Regions from separate parts of the Sus scrofa genome. Here all the other regions are linked to region 1. Evidence: chromatin contacts called from public Hi-C and promoter capture Hi-C data. All regions are on one chromosome and are shown on one strand. Each heading gives the region's core, a stretch centred on a gene start, on an enhancer-like site or on the middle of the called end of the contact. The rest is flanking DNA. Distances are from core to core; before and after follow the strand shown. Region 1 holds the start of CSNK1G2 (casein kinase I). Region 2 holds the start of LOC100524239 (cytochrome b-c1 complex subunit 10). Region 3 holds the start of OAZ1 (ornithine decarboxylase antizyme 1). Region 4 holds the start of C2H19orf25 (UPF0449 protein C19orf25 homolog).

Region 1 (5,038 bases), core at 224-2,723:
GATAGAAGAGGAGAGTTGGACCAGGGAAGTCTGAGGAAGTAAAACCTGGAGTTCTCCAGAATCTGGGAGGATTGTGGAGTTGTTTCATTCATTTATTCACCACACACCGTGACCACACAGACTGAGTGCCTGCTGTGTGTGCCTACAGACCCAGCAATGAGCAAAACAGATGTGGTCTCTGGTTTGGTATGGCTGGTGGAGGAGGGTGACTTGAAACAAACACACTCCTTTATGTTAAGGCTCAGGTTGGAAGGGGTCAGCTTGTACCGAGAAAGGACAATGGGGGAAGAAGCTTGGGCTTCCTGGAGGTAGTGACATTGCAAGTGGAGCTGAAAGAGGAGAACTGGGTCAGAAGAAGCCCTAAACTGTTGCCATTCTGCCATCTCCTTCTACTTTAATTCTCCTTCCCCAAATTTGTCTGCTGGACAGCAGGACAAAAATCAGAGACCATGCAATCTTCCATCTGCCAAATCTAGCTTTTAGCCTTTAGGGTCTGGCCCTTGGTCACTCTGCTCCAAGCAAGCTTATAACACCATCTGAAACGGTCATGTCCATTTATTCACTGTCCTGTCCATCCCCTCGCTCAGGACTGAGAACTCGCTGGGAAACCGTGCCAAGAGTTTAGCTCACCATTCTATTTTCAGAACAGCTGGCAGGCATTTAATAAAGACGTGAATGGATGAGTTTCCCTCAACACTAAAAATGCCCCGCAGGAGGCACGCGGGCCACGCGGGTAGGCCCTGTCCTGGGTGATGCTGGGCCTCACTGCGGGGTTCTTGCCAAGCTCCCCCTACCCAAGCTTTTTCTAGGTCCAGGATGGACTGACAGTATATGAGCAAGTACTCTACACTGCACTTGTTGAGCGTCAGCTGCTTGCTAGGGCCTGTGCTCAGGCGGCAGGCCCAGGCGGAAGGTCCAGTTGGACCAGTGCCTTGAGTGACACCCTCCTTGGCTCCTCGATTATGTCACAGCTCCTTCTGGCTCGGAGAAGCACCGCCCCGTCGCTAGCCTATCACTCTACACAGCTCTCCCCACCCCAACCAGCAAGTCTGCCGCAGGACTCCCCGGAAGTTGGCTTATCCACGCGCTGACCACGCCCGCGGCACCGCCCGACCGTGACGTCAAGTGGCGAGACCTTGACGCCACAGAAGCGCGGTGGGGCGGTGTCTCAGTGACCAGCCACGCGTCTCCATGGCAACGGCGGGGGCGGGCCAAGACCGCGGGCCAGAGCCCCGCCCCCCAGAAGGGTTGACTGGGGACCGCTCCTTCCCCGTCCGTGCGCGCCCTCCCAGCCGCGCACCTCCGGCGGTCCCCCCGGCTGCGGCCCAGCCACCCTGGAGCAGCCGCAAAGCGTGGCGGCCGTCGCGCAGTGTCGCCCGCTGCCGCAAAGCGGCGGGCGCGCCGCCGGGTCCCGCCTCGCGCTGTGACGTCACGCGCGCGCCCTACGGCCTCCGGCGGCTGCGCAGTGGGCGCCAGGCCCTCCCCCGCGACGCTGGCGGCGTAAGCGCGGGCCGCGGGCGACGCTGTGAGACCGGGGCGAGCCGGGCGCCCGCGCGGCGGGGACGGCCCGCGCCCAACATGCGGAGGCCGGCGCCGACGGCGCGGGAGCGGGGGCCCAAGCGGGCGCCAGAGCCGGAGCGCGAACAAGGTCCGGAGCGGGGGCCCGCGCCGCGCTGCTGAGGGAGCCCGGGCCGCCCAGCCCGGCCGCCCGGCCGCGGGGCCACGGCCACAGCCACAGCCACAGCCACGGCGGAGGCCGTCAGGTAACGACGCGCGCGCCCTCGCCGGCGGTGCGGCCACGCGCCCCGGTCCTGCGGCCCCACCCCCACGGATCCTTGGATCCCGCCGCCCGTACACCCCGCGCTTCGGACCCCCGCATCCCGCAGACCCCCGGTCCCCCGGCATTCCCGCACCCCAGGGGCCCCCAGAATCCTAACTCTGCTCTTGTGGAACTGTGCATTCCCGACTTTGCTCTCCCACTGACCCCTAAACTGCGACCCCACTGCCCCTATGGCCCACTAGCCCCCACACTCTGGACTCCAACCCTTCTCCCCTGTACTCCAGACCTTGCCAGTGACCCCCAAAATCAGGCCCTGCAACCTCTCGTTCCCACTCATCCGCACACTACAGACCTCACAGCTCCTTACTGATTCTTCATTCCAGACCTCAGTATTCTTCATTCCAGACCTCAGTATTCCAGACCTCACTGTTCCCTCGCTCCAGACTTTGTTGTCCTCCACTCTCCCTCAGTCCCACCCCTCCTCCCTTCTTCACTGCTCCCTAGTGCTCAAGCACACTGTCCACTTCCCATGTCCTTCTATTCCTCCAGCTCTCTCTCCTGGGCCCATGGCTGCTGCCTACGCTGCCGCACACTTGCCCCTTTGTGGCTCTGCAGGATTTGGGGGTGAGCCGGGGGCTGGGGGCAGAGGGGAGGAGCAGCAAGAGGGGTCTGGTCTGGAGGATCTGTTTTGGGCTGCTCAGGAACTCCTGGCTCTCGCCTGGCTGCGCCTCCCCCTTCCGCCCTCGCCACCGGCTTTGTTTTCCGGAAACACTTCAGATGGGGGGGGGGTGTAGCGTCTGTGCCCTGCCAGGGACAGCACTTCCCCTGTCTTCTCTGCCCCAGTTTTCTCAGGGGACACTTTCACGTTCAGGGCTGGGGGCCTTAGAGAAAGCCCTGCTGTGACGTCTGGGGCATCATCCTGGGTAGGCTTTGGGCAGCTGGGTTATTCCCTTGGCCTCCGGATGGCATTGTTTGCAGGAAACAGCCTGGAGGGTTCTGTGCACGTAGGTGGAGTCCAGTATGTTCTCCCCTGCCCCCTCCACCGGGAGACCTAAGCTTGGTCAGTGTCTGGGACTCTGAGGTGTCCACATATTCATTCTGTGGGGCCTCAGGGGCCCTCTCTGCCTTCTCGGGACACAGATAAGCTCAGTTGGCATTTCCCAGCCTCCAGAGACTTCTGTAGCTCTGGGCGTGAGAGATGAGTGGGAAAGTATAGGGGCTCTGATCTGGGGGGCAGAACTGACTGTAGGAGGATTGATCTGATAGTGAAGGGGGTGCTTGCTGGGGCTGGAGGCAGCCCCTGAGAACAGACTGATCTGGACTGCAGGTTTGAAAGGGGGAAGTTTGTGGTTGTCATCAGGAGCTTGTTTTTCTATGTTGTCTCTTCACCAAATTGTGGCCTGCTCTGGGCTCTGCAGGCATGTGGATGGGTGGATGGGTGGGGGCTGAGGACAGCACCCACAGGTGCACACATCAGGGCCCCAGATGTTCATTTCCGCCCCTGCAGTGATGTCTGTGGCCCTGCCTCCAGAGAACGGAATTAAGGAGGCCGCATGGAAGTGGTGGGTGTAGGTTGAGTCTCCTGCTGCCGGGGATGGGGGCAACTGGCTCCTGGGCTAGGGGGTCAGTTGTGTCCACTGCATTTGGCATTGGAGGGAAGAAGATCTGAAGGAGCTGATGGACCCTCATCCACACAGTAGTGGTCAGGTACGCATCTGACATTTCTGTGTGCAGGTGACTCTCAGGTCTTCTGGGTTTCTTTGATTTCCCTGAAGCAGGCTGGGAATGGGTGTCTCAGTACCTGGCTCTGAGCTGTGACAGTAGACCTCTTTGCACACCGACTACTCTGAACCTCCTCCTTTTCACTACGTAGTAATTATCTCTTGGTTGCAAGAGGAAGTAGGTGAGGTTTTGTTTTTGTTTTTGTTTTTTTTAAACTGAAAGCTATCTTCTCATCCCAGCTCTGGGGAAGCCAGCCAGCCAGCCGAGGCATTCAGGACAGCTGCAGGGCCACCTGTGTCCTTGAGGATTTACTGGTGGGTCTGAGCAAGTGCTTAGGGTGGGCCCAGTCATTGCAAAGCTACACTAGGGACAGTGGCATGTTTAGTGGACATCCTGAGTTACTACAGAGCAGTCCCAGGCCACCTCAGCAGGAGGGTTTCTCTGTGTGGTTGTGGGGTGGTCGGGTCTCTTCTCTGGGTGGAAACTTCTTGGGTCTTTCTCCCTTGAGGTCCTTGGAGGCCTTACTGGGAGACATTACCAGGCTGCGGGCTGGGGAGGAGGCTGGCTGGGGCGTCATGACCGGGGTGCCAGCCTTCATCAGGGTGGGGGGAGTGAGCCACTTTTGTTTTAACCCTAATGGGAAACAGGCCCTTGTGAAGGAACCCTGTGTGCTGGTTGGGGTCATGTCAATGTCAGTGTCCATTGTCTGCTTAGGGCTGTCAGCCTGATGGGGGCTTTGCTGTCGTGATCTAGGCAGTGAGTGCGCTCACCCCGGAAAGTTCTGGCCACTGGCTTGGAAAGGTTCCCTTTGGGTGGTGTTTTTCCATGCCTGAGACCAGGCCTCATAGGTGTGGCAGGTCTCCCCTTCAGGCAGCTTCACCCCTGCCCCTCTCTGTTCATGAGCTTTGGAGGGCTGTGCTGGGTGACCTCCCTCCCTCTAAGTTCCCGTCCTACAGACAAGATGGAGTAAGGCCTCAGTGGTCTCCGGTAGAAGGACCTGGGGTCTGCTGAGGCCGGCCATGGACCTGTGATCCTGGGGACGCCTGTGCCCACTGGCCAGAGCCTGAGTGGAAAAGTGGTGGTGGAAGCACCCATTCCTTGGGCTCCTATGGCCCGCAGGGGCCTGTGAACACCTATCCTGTTTCCCTCCTGCTCTTTCTTCCACGCAAGGAAGGAGGATGGGAGGGACTCTCAGGGAGGGTAGTTGATGGTGGTACGTTTGTTCCTTCTCAGAACCCCAACGTCCCCCTGGATCTGGGCCCGCAGTGCCCAGTCCTTTCTCATGCAGCCCTTCCTGTGAGTTTCTTCCAGCAAGCGTCAGGAGTTAGGTTGCTTGGTGGGATAGGCCGAGGTACACAGTCCTCTTGCAGCTTTTATCTGCTTAAATTCCAGAGGACCAGTCCCTCGCTTCGCAGTGGGAGACTGAGCCTGCAAAGCATGCGAGTGCGAGGGGTCCTGGCGGGCACAGGGACAGGGGCCCCTCACTTGGGCAGTGACCAGGGGATAGGAGGACAGTCTCATTGTGCCTAAGCCTGT
Region 2 (5,008 bases), core at 1,464-3,963, 290 kb before region 1:
ACCCGGGGCTGGGCAGACCGAGATGACAAGTATAGCGCAGGGCGCTGGCTCCCTGCACTGAGGCTACCAGGCTGGGGGGTCCTTAGAGGGGCCCGTGCAGAGCTCCATCCTCAGGTGAGCCTCCCAGACCTGCAGGGAGCCCTGCTCCTCTGCCACTAGGAAATCACAGGCTATACCAACCAAAAGCTGCTGAAACTTACCAGAGGGGTCTGAGGGGGCTCAGTTTAATCTTCCTTCTTAAACTTGCCATTGATGTAGGGCACCCAATCCAGAATCAGCCGCCAGTCAGTGGCCCATACCAGCCCCACGGCACCCACAGCACCCCACATGCTGGCCGTGGGAATCCTGCAAGGACAGTAGGGGTCAGGCCCCATCCTCCTGGTAGCATGTCTGGATCCCACCCCCCATCCCAAGCTGCCATTTATCAGGGGCCCACCAAGTACTGCCCAGCATGTGGACACATCTTGCTGAGGATGGCATGAGGGCAGCCCATCCAGCGTGTGGGCAGGCATGAGGCAGATGACCTTAAGGCAACTCCATTCCCATCTACTTTCATATTGGGATCTGCTTAAGGTTTTATTTGAGGCATTCTAAAAAAGGCAGGAGCCAGAGCTTGTAACGGTAAGGATAGCTAAAGTACACACAGGGATGTTAATGCAGTTTACAGCAGCTCCATCCCTGACAGAATAGGACTGAGGGATATGTGAGTGTCAGGGGCACTGTCTTACAGATGAGGAGACCAGACACAGAGAGGGCACATCACTCTGTTAAGACACACAGCCTACTAGGCACAGAGCTGAGGCAAGGGGCTCCAGGACTACCACACCACGTTTATGTCCGGCAGGATCCAGGATGGGGCCAACAGTCCCACCTCCTACTGTTCACACCCTTCCTTGTACAGCCCTTCCCCTTGGGTGTGAGTAAGACCCTGTCCCTCATCTCTAACGAGTAAAACTCAGAGGGTGGGCCATACCTGTGTTACAGACTGTGGCTCCAACCAGGTCTGCTGCCTCCTCTTACTCCCTTTAGGGGGAGCTCCTGGCCCTTTGTGAGCTGCCCTGTAGAGGGGCCCATGTGGTCACAACACATGTGTGAGCTTAGAAAGCGATCCCCAGGCAAGGCTTCAGATGAGACCCTGAGCAGAGGACCTGGCTCAGGTGTGTCTGAATACCTGACCCACAGAAACTGATAATCAGTGTTTGTAAAGCTGCCGGATTTGGTGGGCTGTTTGTTACACAGCAATAGAGAAGTCTTACAGGTTCCATCGCTGGCCTGTGCAGGACCAGAATTTGTACATGGGTGACCACCTCACTGGATCATCCTAAGCCATGTGCTTGGGGGTGTTGGGGTGGAGAGTGGAGGGATCAACAGTCCCGAGCCACCTGCAGCAACCCCTGCTCTTGGGGTTGAGGCCCATAATACTCAGCTTTGAGCCTGGGAGAGGTCACAAGTTACCGCTGCCTTTGGAACAGACTACGGGGCAGGTGTCCTGAACAGAAGGGGAATCTCCTCCCACAGCCCAACAGCTCTGAGATTTAATGTCAGAGAAGCCTTCCCTCAGGGAGGCCACCACCCCTTCTCATTCCTGCCACGCACAGGGAGGGAGTGGCCACGAACCTGACTTCTAAGAGGAACCAAAAGATGGAGAGGTGGTGATGATGCTGACAGCCCCTCGTGGGACTTCCTTACACCCTCACGACCTGTCCTTCCCCTCCTCGCATGAAGACGTGGGGTCCAGAGGTCCTCAGTTGCTGAGCACAAAGTCTGGGACACAACCCCCACGGTTCCTGGGGCTGGATCCCGCTTCTTGGCCTCTGGAAGCCAGCAGGGGGGGGACAGGGTTGCACTACACCCCCTTTAACATTTTACATCAGCCTCAGGCCGTGGGTCACATCGGTTTATTTTTTCTTGTTCATGGACTAGAACGTCAGACACGAAGGTTCCGTTTATAGCTGTGTCTCTGACTAGAAGCGAATACACTCAAGAATGCTGCCGGCTGCCGACGGAAAGAAACTCTGGAAGAGGTGTCGCGGCTCTGACCACAGGCAGATAGGAATGGACAGTTCCGGGGGCCTGGGCCGCCTGCGGGAGGGGCTGCGGGTGCTGCCGGAGGTCCCACTCGACGCCAGGGACGGCTTTTTCGTTTGTAAAGCCCACCCGAAGATGCCTGCCAGATCCACCATCCAGGGCCAGCCCCCACCCCTAACTCCTTGCCGGGGACACGACTGCCGAGTATAAGCCGGTTTCCTAGCGCCCCACGTCGTGGGCACGCCCATCCTAGCTGCCACGTGGGGTCACCCCAACACTACCCGCCTCTGACAAGTGCAGCTGTCGGCTTCATAACGTCAAACAAAAGCAAAGTTAGGAGCGTATATGGTCAGTTTCCAGGCCCCAAGAGCTGAACCGGGGGTGCTGGGCGCGGACTGGGTGGGCAGCATTACGGTCCCCAGGGAGAGGGGGTCGGGGGCCCTCCACGCACGTGTGCTCAGAACACACCGCGCCGCCGCTCCGTGCCTCTGTTTCCCCCATCTGGGACCCGGCAGGACACGGGGTCCAAGTCCGAGGGCGAGCTGCGTCCTTACCAGTTTCTGGCCAGCTCGCGGTAGCGCGGACCCAGGAACCTGCTCAGCATTGCGGCGCAGTCTTAGCTCAGGGTGACCCCGGCCCCCTCGGCTCGGACGCACTGCGCAGGCGCGACCGCCGCTGCGCGCAGGCCCTCAAGGAAGCCCCGCCCCGTCTGGGCGGGCTGACTGCGCGAGACCCGGAGCCCACCGCTGCAGGGCGCTCAGACTTGGAAGACATTTGCAATCGCTTCCGGGGAGGGTCTGAAGATCGCACACTGGAGTGGGCGGGCCTGGGGGCGGGGCTTTCTTGCCGCGGGACCCGAGGACGCCGGCCCTGCCCCTCCGCTCCGCAGGTCAGAGTGACTCCTGCTGAGCAGCCTCCAGCAACTAAGCGTGGCCCGCGACATTTGTCCGGTGAGTTTGTGTCCTTACTACATGCCAGAACTTTATTAACAGTTAAACCGAGGCCATACGAGGAAGAGTGTCGCAGAGGGGAAAGGAGGCGTTTTGAACTCCCTTTTGGAGGATTTAGGCGTTCTCACTGGACTTGCTGTCAGCGGGACCTTGGCCAGATAGCAGTGCTACCCCGAGCCTCCGAGCGTCGGTTTGCTCGCGCTGAGTTGTTTGTTGCTAAGAGACCCTGTTGTAAATTGTTTGCACGTTTCGTTTGGGAGTGATTCCTCACTCCGGCGGCAGAGGGAGGCCTGGCTCCTCGCATTGTCAGCACTTCAGGACACCTGTTAGCTGCTGGGACCCGGACAGGCGGCTCCTCCTCACCCTGCTTCCCGCCGCCCCAAGCTCGCCTTCTTCAGTCACCGCCTTTGGGACCACCAGTGTCGAATGCAGGCTTGGGTATGAGGACTGGACTCTGGGTTTGTCTGCCCATTTCGTCGCGTTCCAGTCCTTTTGGAATCAGCACCTGGGCACCCTCCAAGACTGCAGTTTCAGGGGCTGCAGGTTCTCACCTGCCCCTGGCCACGGGGGTGGGGGGTGGGGCAGAGAGGACCCGAATAAACCTCTGTCCTTGATGGACCCTTAACATGTGGGACATAGAGGGTGCCCTGAAAATTACAGAGAGAGAGAAATCTTGAGGCAGAAGAATATACCAGCCCAAAAAGATGAGCAGAGGTGGGTGTAGAGGCCTTGGCGCTGCAGGTCCTGGATCCAGCAATTTCTGAAGCTCTGCCTCATTGTTCCTTCTGCTTAATGCACTTCAGCTCATGATGCAGAATACTTTTCCTTTCAAGTGATAAAGAACAAAAGTCGGCTTAAGAGAAAAGATGGACGTTTAAAGGCATGTTGGATGGCTTCAGGCACAGGTGGATCCAGGAGTCTAGCACTATCATGAATCTTTCCCTCCATTTCTCAGCTCTTTTGTGTTGCTCTCACTCTCTGGTGAACTCCCTCTGAGCAGAGGCACCCAGAAACTCTGGGTTGACATTCCAGCAACCCTTGCAGGAAGATGGCACCTCTTTCCAAATAATCACAGAGAATGCCCCAAAGCTGGTTCTCATTAGCCTGCTATGGAAACAGGGCAGAATCACCCCCTCTCACATGAGAACATGGACTGAAATTGGGAGAGGATCCCCAAAAGAGAATACCAGGGTTATGTGACCAGAAGAGATGGAGGATAAGCCAGAATGGTTGGCTACCCTGGCACACCACTGGCTCTCTGCCCAGGCCTCTGGGGTTCCCTGTAGGATCCTCATCTGGCCCTTGGGAAACCAAACTCCTTTTCTTGTGTTTAACTGATATGAAATTCACATAACATACAATTAACCATTTTAAAGTGTACAGTTTAGGAAGTTCCCCCTGTGGTACAGCAGAATCAGCATTGTCTCTGCAGTGGCTTGGGCCACTTCAAGGGTGTGGGTTTGATCACCAGCCTGGCACAATGGGTTAAGGACCCAGCATTCTGAATCTGTGCTGTAGGCCAATGCCTGGCCTGAGAACTCCATATGCTGAGGATGCCGCCATAAATAAATAAATTAATTAATTAAATAATTAATTAAGTGTACAGTTTAGTGGCCTTTAGTACATTCACAAGATCATGTACCCACCATCTCTGTTTTATTCCAGAACATTGTCCTCACCCCAGGAGCAACGTCAACCCCATCCCCAGCCCCTGACAACCAGGACCCCCTCTCTGTGTCTGGGGATATGCCTGTTCTGGACGTTTCCCATCCATGGAATCCCACACTGTGTGTCCTTCTGTGTCTGCTTCTGTCACTGAGCGTTGTGGTCTCCAGGTCCGTCCACGTGGTAGCGAGTATCAGTGCTTCTTTCTCCTTCAGGGCTGAGTGATGCTCCTATGTGTGGAGGGACCATGTGGTGTTCTGAGTGGTCCTTTCATCTGTTGACAGATTCTTTTCTTTTAGAGGTTTTAGAGCTTTATGGGGACATATTTGACATACAAAAATGCACGCACTTAAAGCATTTAACTT
Region 3 (4,656 bases), core at 1,576-4,075, 310 kb after region 1:
GCCTGGCCGAAGCTGTGGAGGGTACACATGGTGTGACCCAGCAACCAGTGGCCGTCCATGGGCAGTTCCAGATATTGGAGACATTCCAGAATTGCCCATCTGTGTAAGATACTGAAGGGCAGCCATGAGGCAAAGACCCAGATTTCGAAATCCTCTTCCAGCCTAAAGAAAACAGAGCTTAAACAACGGCGTACAAATAGTAAGGACACTTAAGTAGCCCCTTCAGGTGGGGGAGGGGAGTGAATTCTCAAAATAAGAGGAACATTGAAAACAATTATAACGTTAACCAAAAATTCAATTGCTTTTTTTTTTTTTTTTTTGGACTTTTTAGGGCTGCACCCATGGCATATGGAAGTTCCCAGGCTAGGGGTCAAATCAGAGCTATAGCTACCTGACTACACCACAGACACAGCAACATGGGATCCGAGCTGTGTCTGCAATGCCGGATCCTTAAGCCACTGAGGGAGGTCAGGGACCAAACCCACATCCTCATGGATCCTAGTCAGGTTTGTTACTGCTGAGCCACAATGGGAACTCCTCACCTGCTTTTTGTTTTCACCATGAGCAGGAATTCTAAGCAATGTCATATATATATATATATAACTTTTTTTTTTTTTTTTTGCATGTGGAGGTTCCCAGGCCAGAGATCGAATCCACACCACAGCAGTGACCCAAGCCACCACAGTGACAACGCTGGATTCTTAACTGCTAGGCCACCAGGGAACTCCAAATTTTATTTTTTATTTTTATTTATTTATTTTTTGCTTTCATTCTTTTCGGTCATTGATTAAATATTCTTTCCCTGGGAAATTTCTTTGGTTGGCTTCAAATTTGCAGTTATTCCAGTCTCTGCTGAGACTTTTTTGTCTTTTTTTTTTTTGTCTTGTCTTTTTAGGGCCACACCTGCGGCATATGGAAGTTTCCAGGCTAGGGGTTGAATCAGAGTTGCAGCTGCTGGCCTGCACCACAGCCATAGCAATGCCAGATTTGAGTCTCGTCTATGACCTACACCACAGCTCACAGTAACACGAGATCCTTAACTCACTGAAGGATGCCAGGGATCAAACCTGTGTCCTCATGGATACTAGTCAAGTTTGCTAACTGCTGAGCCAAGATGGGAACTCCCTGTCTTTTTAGTTGAAGTATACCGGTGTTAATTTCTGCTGTACAACAAAGTGATTCAGTTATTCATATATATTGTTATTTTTTTTTTTATGGCCACACCTGCAGCACATGGAAGTTCCTGGGCAGGGAGCAAACCTGAGCCTCGCCAGCAACCTGAGCCATTGCAGTCTTTTTTTTTGGCTTTTTTCTTTTTAGGGCCACACCTGCGGCATATGGAGTTTCCCAGGCTAAGGGTTGAATCTGAGCTGTAGCTGCTGGCCTACACCACAAGCACAGCAGCATGGGATCCGAGCCATGTCTGCGACCTACACCACAGGTCACAGCAATGCCTGATCCTTAACCCACTGAGCAAGGCCAGAACCCTCGTCCTCATGAATATTGGTTAGGTTCCTTAACCACTGAGCCATGACAGGAACTCCTGCAGTCTGATTCTTAACCCACTGTGCCATAGCAGGAATTCCCACATTCCTTTTTATATTCTGGTTTATCACAGGATATTGAATAGCGTTACCTGTGCTATACAGTAGGTCTCTGTTGTTTATCCATCCTATACACACTAGTTTGCACTCCCAAACTCCCAATCCTTCCCTCTGCCTCTGTTGAGTTTTAATAATGTTTATAGGGAAGTACTAAATTAGACACTTACATTACTTATAAATACCATGTAAGTAAACAATGAATTTTGCATTCCACATGGAAGGGAATTTGGGGACACATGCGGATTCAGCCACATGTTTTGGAGAGTATATTTCTATAAGTTTTGTAATAATTCAAGGTCCTTTTGTGGAAAGTTTGTGTCTCCAACCCCAATGGGCACAGTAGATTGGAAATAAAAGAGACGAAAGTGAGAGGCAGGGACTGAAAAGACAAAGAAAAAAGTAGGAGTAGCTTCAGTTCCTTGTAACACTTTGCAGACTCTGTGCCTAAACCCTAAAAGCGTGAAAGAAAAGAGACCTGCAAAGAATATTTTTTTTGCTTGGGGCAAAATTTAGTTCACCCATGGAATAGCTTTGTGAGTTCATCTTCAAGGAGAAGCATTTCTGCTTCAGTCCAAATGTGACAAGAAATATTTTACTAAATTTGAGTAATACCTTTAACACTGAAACTTCTCTTTTTAAACTGTAAATTGTTTCAATATGTGAAGGAGCAAATCCAGAAAATCATCTTTGGGAAAGATCATTACTAGGTTACTACAGAAAATAATTCTGTCTTATGCTGCGATGAGAGGGCTGGGACCCTTTCCTCCAAATACCCAGGACCTTTGTCGTCAGAGCCGCCTGGGGGAGGGAGTCCCTCAGGGGGAAGGGACCCCAGCGAGGGAGCCGGGGACCATGGTGGAGACGTGGCCACAACGAGACACCCCTCAAGCAGGCCCAACCAGGCGCCCCCGCCCCAGGCCCGGCTGTGGGGGGGAGGCCGGGGCGGGGCGCGCGCCGCGCACTCCCGTCACGACGGGAGCCCCGCCCTTTCCGCGCGCCCGCAGAATTACGACAGCGGCGGGGGGGCGGGGCCCGAAGCCTTTTGCCCAATCCAAGGGGCGGCTCCACGCGAGTCCGTCGCGTTTCACCAATCAGATGCCGAGAGGGGCGGGCACACCTGGATTTCCTGGCGGCACCGCCCCCTCGTGCGGCCGCGTTCCCGCGGAGCGTGGGCGTGGCCTACGCGTGATGCCTATAAAAGCGGGCGGCGGTGGCGGCGCCATTTTGCGAACGGCGAGCAGCGGCGGCGGCGCGGAGAGGCGCAGCGGAGGTTTTCCTGGTTTCGGACCCCAGCGGCCGGATGGTGAAATCCTCCCTGCAGCGGATCCTCAACAGCCACTGCTTCGCCAGAGAGAAGGAGGGGGATAAACCCAGCGCCACCGTCCACGCCACCCGCACCATGCCGCTCCTCAGCCTGCACAGCCGCGGAGGCCGCAGCAGCGAGAGGTGAGCGCCCCGCCCCCGCCCGAAGCTTCCAGAAGCGGCTCCGCGCAGGCCCGCAGGGGGCAGGCGGCGGGGCGCCACGGAAGTCCCGGGAGCGCGAGGTCCGCCCCTTTGTCGATGCCACAGTCGCGCGGGGGGCGGGTTCTTGGCGGGATGGGGGCGGGGCCCGGGGGCGGGACTGGGAGCGTGGGTTGTGTCTCAGGTTCGGTTGCCCGACGGATGGTGTATCCCGTTGAGTTTGAGGGACACTGGAGTCTTTGGATTGGGGACTTCAGGTACCTGGTCGGGTTTAGGGGAGCACGGGAGTCTCTGGGTTGGGGGCTTCAGGTATCTGCTCGGGTTGCGGGGGGGCACGGGAGGTCACGGGCTGGGGACGTGAGATTCCGTGGCCAGGTTTGGGGCAGCGGGACCCGAAGTGGAGTCGGGTCCCGAGAATCTGTGATTTGCCGATGCGGAGGGTTTGATCGTTCTGCGGCTGGACGAATTCGGCCGAGCCACCCCCGCCCCCGGACGTGGCCCCGGGACGCGGCGGTCCTGGGCGCCACGTAGACGGCGCCCGGGGCCCTTCTCAGGGTGGTGGCCGGACCGCCCCCTCCCCCGTTGGGCGGTGGAGGGCGGGGGTCCAGGTGAGCTGCGGTTCGCGAGCTACTTGACGACTGCCCCGGGAGATTTCCGCGGCCAGACCCCGAGCCGTGATGCAGACGTCGGCGTGTCGGGGCGCCCCGGATGGGAGCTGAGCAAAATGGAGGCGACTTTGGGCCCTGTTTACACTGCGCAGCAAATGGCTGCTGGCGCTGCCGGTTGCGCGATTGTGAAAATCTCCCCCGGGGCCGAGGGCCTCTCTGCTGAGATGACGCAACCCGAGGCCGCTGGGAGTGCGCGGGAGGGCGTCTCTGCGGGCCTGTCCCCGCAGCGCTCGCGTGGGTCCGAACGGGCCCCTCGCTTCCCAGCAGGTGTGGACGATGAAAGGGTCGAGGCCTGGGCTGCTTCTGTGAAAAGACAGGTTCCTGGATCACTAGGAAAAGGCTGCTGGATTTCGAGGTCTCCACTGCAGCCTGAAAAGTGGAAAAGGGGAAGCTGAAGCCGCTCGACTTAGAAGTGGGAAGTAGAACCTGATGCAGGCTTGGCTTGAGACAGTTTGTGGTGGTCTTAAGATAAAGGGTGAGACAGCCACCCAGGGGATGAATTGGGCCCTTAGCCAGCATTACCCCCCACCGCCACTCCAGAAGTTGGATTTGAGAGGCTGCTTGTTCTGTGATTGCATAACTATCTTAACTGGTGGCCAGCAGGTGTTGATTTTTGCACTTGGAGGGGTAAGGGGCAGGGTCCTAGGTGGATTTGGCTATCAATCTAGCCTTGCTGGGACTTGAGTCCCTCACCAAAGGCCAGTGGGTCTATTGCCAGTGCTGCTCACCAGCCCATTTCCTTCAGTTCCAGGGTCTCCATCAACTGCTGTAGTAACCTGGGTCCAGGGCCTCGGTGGTGCTCCTGATGTCCCTCACCCACCCCTGAAGATCCCAGGTGGGCGAGGGAATAGTCAGAGGGATCACAATCTTTCAGCTAATTTATTTTACTCTGTAAGTATTCTGGTTCCTTGGATTTCCTGGGT
Region 4 (4,853 bases), core at 856-3,355, 390 kb before region 1:
ATCCGGCGTTGCTGTGAGCTGTGGTGTAGGTCGCAGATGCTGCTCAGATCCCACATTACTGTGGCTGTGGCCTAGGCCAGCAGCTGCAAACTCCAATATAATCCCTAACCCAGGAATGTCCATTTGCTAAAGGTGCAGCCCTAAAAAAAGTAAAAATAAATCACTTTATCACCTGCTTTAGTAACAAGGTAGGACAGGCCAGACAGTGCACATGGAGGCCAAGGATGGTCCTTGACAGGAACACAGGCCAGCAGAGAAGCCCCCTCTCCCTAGAGTGAGCCCTGGCACTGCCCATTCCTCATGCCCTCAACCTCTGGATGCTGGGAACCTGGACCCATGATTTCTTTTTTTTTTCTTTCCTTTTTTTTTTTTTTGCTTTTTTAGGGCAGCACTCGTGGCATATGGAAGTTCCCAGGCTAGGGGTCGAATTGCAGCTGCAGCCGTCAACCTATGCCATAGCCACAGCAACACAGGATCCAAACCATCCATGTCTGCAACCTACAGGACAGATCACAGCAATGCTGGATCCTTAATCCACTGAGTGAGGCCATGGATCGAACCCGAACCCTCATGGATGCTAGTCAGCTTTGTTACCGCTGAGCCATGACGTGAACTCCTGGACCCGTGATTCATAAGGCTGGGATTCAAGCAGCCTCCGATGACCCAACTGTGAGCCAGGGATAAACATGGCTCCTGTTGCTTGGGCTGGCCTCTCAATCGCAACATTCCAGGTGATGGAAATATCCTCCAATGTAGCTATCCAATGCAGCAGCTGGCACAAGCGGGCTGCTGAGCACTTGAAATGTGGCCACGTGTAACAAAGAACTGAATTTTTTTCTTTTTTTTAATGGCTACACCAGTAGCATATGGAAGTTCCCAGGTCAGGGATCAGATCCAGGCTGCAGATGCTACTATGTCCTAGCTGTGGCAACGCAGAATCCTTTAACCCGCTGTGCTGGGCCAGGGATCAAACTTGAGTCTTGGCACTGCAGAGACACTGCCTATCCCACTGTGCCACAGCGAGAACTCCTATTCTCATCTTCTAGAGTCCCACAAGCCTTATACTGAATGTCAATACCCACTAGAATGGAGCAAGGCAGACACTTTAATCTTTTTGTTCGTTTTTCCACCTCAGTGCTTAGAACAGATTCCGGCCCATAATACGGTCTCAATGAAGGTTTGTTTCTTTGCTTTTTTTTTTTTTTTTAAGGGCCTCACTCGTGTCATATGGAAGTCCCCAGGTTAAGGGTCAAATCTGAGCTGCAGCTGCCCTCCTACCTCACAGCCACAGCAACACAGGATCCGAGCTGCGTCTGCGACCTACACTGCAACTCACAGCAACGCCGGATCCTTAATCCACTGAACGAGGCCAAGGATCAAACCGGCATCCTCATGGATCCTAGTTGGGTTCGTTAACCGCTGAACCACGAGGGGTCACTCCTCAATGAAAGTTTGTTGAATGAATAATGAACCTCATAGAGCAGAACACAAAATTCACCCTACAACTGTATGCCCAACCCTGAAGTCACGGATCTGCTTCCATCTTCTGAACAGGGGCGGACACACTTTTTCTGCAAAAGGCCAGATGCAAGTATTTTTGGCATTTCAGGGCTAGATAATTTCTGTCCTGAATACTGAACTCTGCCCTTCTGTCTTAAAAGCAGCCAGGTACTTTTCCCCACCCCTTCCTGCTGGCCTCTCGGGGTCGCCTCTCCCCTACCTTCAGGAGCCAGAGCGGTGAAGACGGGGTCCTCGGCAGGGGCCCCCCGCACGTCCTCCAAGATCTGCTCCACTGTAGGGGGCGCCGGGCGGGTGGGCAGCACCACGCGCTTCTTGGTCTTGGAGCTCATCCCGGTAGACCGGAGAAGGAAGTGTTGACGGGGTTGTTCCTCGCGCCCAACGAATTTCTACACACGCTCCAGTTCCCCGCTCCTGGCGAAGCCCTTCCTGCCCTGATCCTCCCAAGGGCTGAACAACACGGAGCCAGGGGCTTCAGCGTTCCCCTTCACTCAAGCCTCAGTTTCCCGCTGAGGCTGCTGCCGCCAGCGCCAACTCACCTGCACCGCCTCCGCGGCCGACCGACCATTTCCGCTTCCGGTCACGGTACAGTCCCACCCTACTCGCAAGAGACACACGCTTCCGGCCGGATCCTCCCCGGCTCGTGAAAGCCACGCCCCCTTAAAGAGGCCGCTCCCTCCAGGGTTCTGGTGCGATCGAAGAAACGATTGGACCAGAACCAGAAAGGATGAGACTTCAGCCTCTCCCCCGAGGGGTGGGCGCAGGGTCCTGTTCCCGGCTCTTCTCTCTGCCTAACAAAGCATCTGAAGCCCGGTTTTTTGCAAAAGGGAGACGCAGTCCTCAATCTACGTGGCTGTCGTAGCAACAAATTTACGGTGCAGTCTCTCACCACGTAGCGGGCCACCAGTTCCCAGCGAGGTGGCCAACCTCCGGGATCCCTCTCAAGGTTGCCTCTCCCTTGTCTAAAACCCCCTCCCTACCTGGGTGGGGCCGTAGCTCTGGAGGGTGATCTTGGCCCCCGCCTCTTGGCTAGGACTGAAGACCACCACAGAGCCCAAGGAGGGCGTTTTTAAACAGCTTTATATAATTTACATACTATAAAGTCCACCTGCTTAAAGTGTACAATTCAATGGTTTTGGAATATATATAGGAGAGAGACAGACAGAAAGACAGAGAAGTTGTGCAACCATCACCGCAGTCTAAAGCCAGAACATTCCCTCATCCTCATCACCCCATCCCTTAACAATCCACTATGTTTATGAATTTGTCTGTTCTTGGCGTATCACATTCATGGAATCACACAAGTGTGCCTTTCTCTGAGCATCGTGGTCTCAAGGTCCGTTCACATGGCAGCCAGTGTCGGTGCTTCTCTCTCTTTCATGACTGAGGGATGCTCCTGTGCATGAAGGGACCATATAATGTTTGCCCATCATCCAACAATGTTGTTTCCATATTTTGTCTGCTGTGAATCATGCTGCTGTGAACATTCTTACAAGTGTTGTGTGAATGTGTCTTTAGTTTTCTTGGGTACATACTTAGGAGCAGAACTGTTAGGTCATATGGTAACTCTATGTTTAACTGACTATGGACCTATTTCCCAAAGTGACTGCCCCAAGCTGGCATGTTTTGGGCATTTACTGTGTGCCAGGTGGGAAAATTACCTCTTGACCCTCAAGAGTATTTGGTGAGGCAGGTGCCAGACTTCATGCTGCTGCACAGGATGGCTACGGAGGCTCTGAGAAGGCAGCCAGGTGCCTCTGGACACGCAGCCTGGATTTGCAGAGCCAGACACCACTTCAGGCCTAACTCCAGAGCTGGGCAGAGCTGGGTGGGACTCTAGGCATGCAGGCAGGTCTAGGAGAGCAGATGGCTGTCTCCTCCCTTACCCACCTCCTGCTTCCAGTGGGTCCAGCTGCAGCCCTAGACAGAACCTGAGTCCCTTGAAGGCTTGAGGCTGCCCAACCCAAGCCTGGTAGCCAAGCAGATTCTCAGATGACCAGGGGCACTGGAAGGGTGTGTGTCTGGACTCCTGCTACAAACCAGGACTACCCCCTTGGAGTCCAAGTGAAGCCCATGGTCAAGGCAAAACCAGCCTCCACTCCTTTGTGGAAACCACCTTACGGCTCTGAAAATCAGAAGGAACAGGTTGCCACCCTATTGATGTATGTGAGGACAGACTAGATACTTTTTTTTTTTTTTTTTTTGGTCTTTTTAGGGCCGCACCTACAGCATACAGATGTTCCCAGGCTAGGGGTCAAATCAAAGCTGTAGCCACTGGCCTACACGCCACAGCCACAGCAATGCCAGATCCAAGCCACATCTGCAACCTACACCAAAGCTCATGGCAACCACAGCCAGATTCTTAACCCAATGCGGGAGGCCAGGGACTGAACCTGTGTCCTCATGAATACTAGTTAGATTCGTTTCCCTTGAGCCATGATGGGAACTGCCAGAGTAGAGACTCTTAATAGTTCCATAAACACCCTTTTCCATCCTTACCCTCCCTGCACTTCAGGATCCTCCTTGGGTTCCGGAGAAGTAGAGAACCCACTTTCCAGATGGGGACGTTGAGGCCTGGCTGGAATGAGAGCAATGTACCTTCAGCCCATAATCCCCTCAGCCTCCCCTACGACCTCAGAGACTAGAGAAAAGTATAATTATTGGAAGCTAGTGGACAGGTGAATTGTCATTTGCAAGCCGCACTTGCTAGTTCTCAGTGTTAAAGGGAAAGTCACCCACAAGGATGGAGGAGTTAGAACTGCAGCAGGTTATGTCCTGGGTGCTCAGAGGCAGCAAAGCTTGTGGGTGGGTAGCACCCTAACCAGCCCTGCCCCACCTTCCACAGCTGGGGCTCTGTGCCAGGGCAGAAGTTCTCAGGCCAGGGTTGGAAACTTGCCAAAACAGGGACAATGCCAGATGCTTTAACCACTAGGCCACCAGGGAACTCAATAACCCCTTTACACTCTGGGGGGCAGGGCATGCAGGGGACCCCCCCCCCACCAACCATGCCATGGGGGTGGGGAAGGGGCCAGTGCCCCAAAGGATACTGTAGACTTGCACCTTGTATTCAACCTTTATTTGCAAACTCTGAGGTTGGATGAGGTGCCTGAGACCCTAGATGGTGTCATCTGCTCTCCCGACACTTCCCCTATTAGGGGCCAGGAGGGGATGGTGGTCACCACCAGCCTCCAGCCCGTCCCACCCCACCCCACCCAACTAGACTTCTCTCTCTCTCTCTCTCTCTCCACCTCTTTCACTTGGACCTGCCAAGTCCAGGTTGCAGGAGCCCATGTAGCCGCCTCTGGCCTGCCCTCCAAGGGCAGGTTCGGAGGGAT

Evidence for each region. Promoter capture Hi-C pulls out the DNA fragments that hold promoters and counts their contacts. Hi-C and Micro-C count contacts between places; a contact is called where the count stands out from the background.
Region 2: a contact with region 1 is called in a Hi-C map of embryonic fibroblasts, with 1.7 times the contacts expected there. The contact joins the promoter of LOC100524239 here to the promoter of CSNK1G2 in region 1. A contact is called at or near these places in 2 of 47 Hi-C or Micro-C datasets (embryonic fibroblasts and liver).
Region 3: a promoter capture Hi-C map of fetal liver shows a contact between it and region 1, with 2.9 times the contacts expected there. The contact joins the promoter of OAZ1 here to the promoter of CSNK1G2 in region 1. A contact is called at or near these places in 1 of 5 promoter capture datasets (fetal liver) and 1 of 2 datasets of contacts at active chromatin or transcription factors (alveolar macrophages).
Region 4: a contact with region 1 is called in a promoter capture Hi-C map of liver, with 3 times the contacts expected there. The contact joins the promoter of C2H19orf25 here to the promoter of CSNK1G2 in region 1. A contact is called at or near these places in 1 of 5 promoter capture datasets (liver) and 1 of 47 Hi-C or Micro-C datasets (liver).

What each region holds. Positions count from the first base shown.
Region 1 is chr2:76,606,066-76,611,103 of Sscrofa11.1, reverse strand. CSNK1G2 (casein kinase I) reads left to right here and starts at 1,473. Exons shown (of 12, transcript XM_021084209.1): 1 at 1,473-1,763.
Region 2 is chr2:76,900,924-76,905,931 of Sscrofa11.1, reverse strand. It overlaps LOC100524239 (cytochrome b-c1 complex subunit 10), which reads right to left and starts at 2,713. Exons shown (of 3, transcript XM_003122996.3): 1 at 2,583-2,713; 2 at 201-345. The coding sequence starts at 2,632. The coding sequence ends at 225. It overlaps TCF3 (transcription factor E2-alpha), which reads right to left. Exons shown (of 21, transcript XM_021084225.1): 19 at 2,583-5,008; 20 at 201-345.
Region 3 is chr2:76,294,795-76,299,450 of Sscrofa11.1, reverse strand. OAZ1 (ornithine decarboxylase antizyme 1) reads left to right here and starts at 2,825. Exons shown (of 6, transcript NR_125342.1): 1 at 2,825-3,050; 2 at 4,001-4,208; 3 at 4,479-4,624.
Region 4 is chr2:76,996,234-77,001,086 of Sscrofa11.1, reverse strand. C2H19orf25 (UPF0449 protein C19orf25 homolog) reads right to left here and starts at 2,105. Exons shown (of 2, transcript XM_003353978.4): 1 at 1,721-2,105. The coding sequence starts at 1,850. It overlaps PCSK4 (proprotein convertase subtilisin/kexin type 4), which reads right to left. Exons shown (of 15, transcript XM_021084236.1): 15 at 4,580-4,853. The coding sequence ends at 4,735.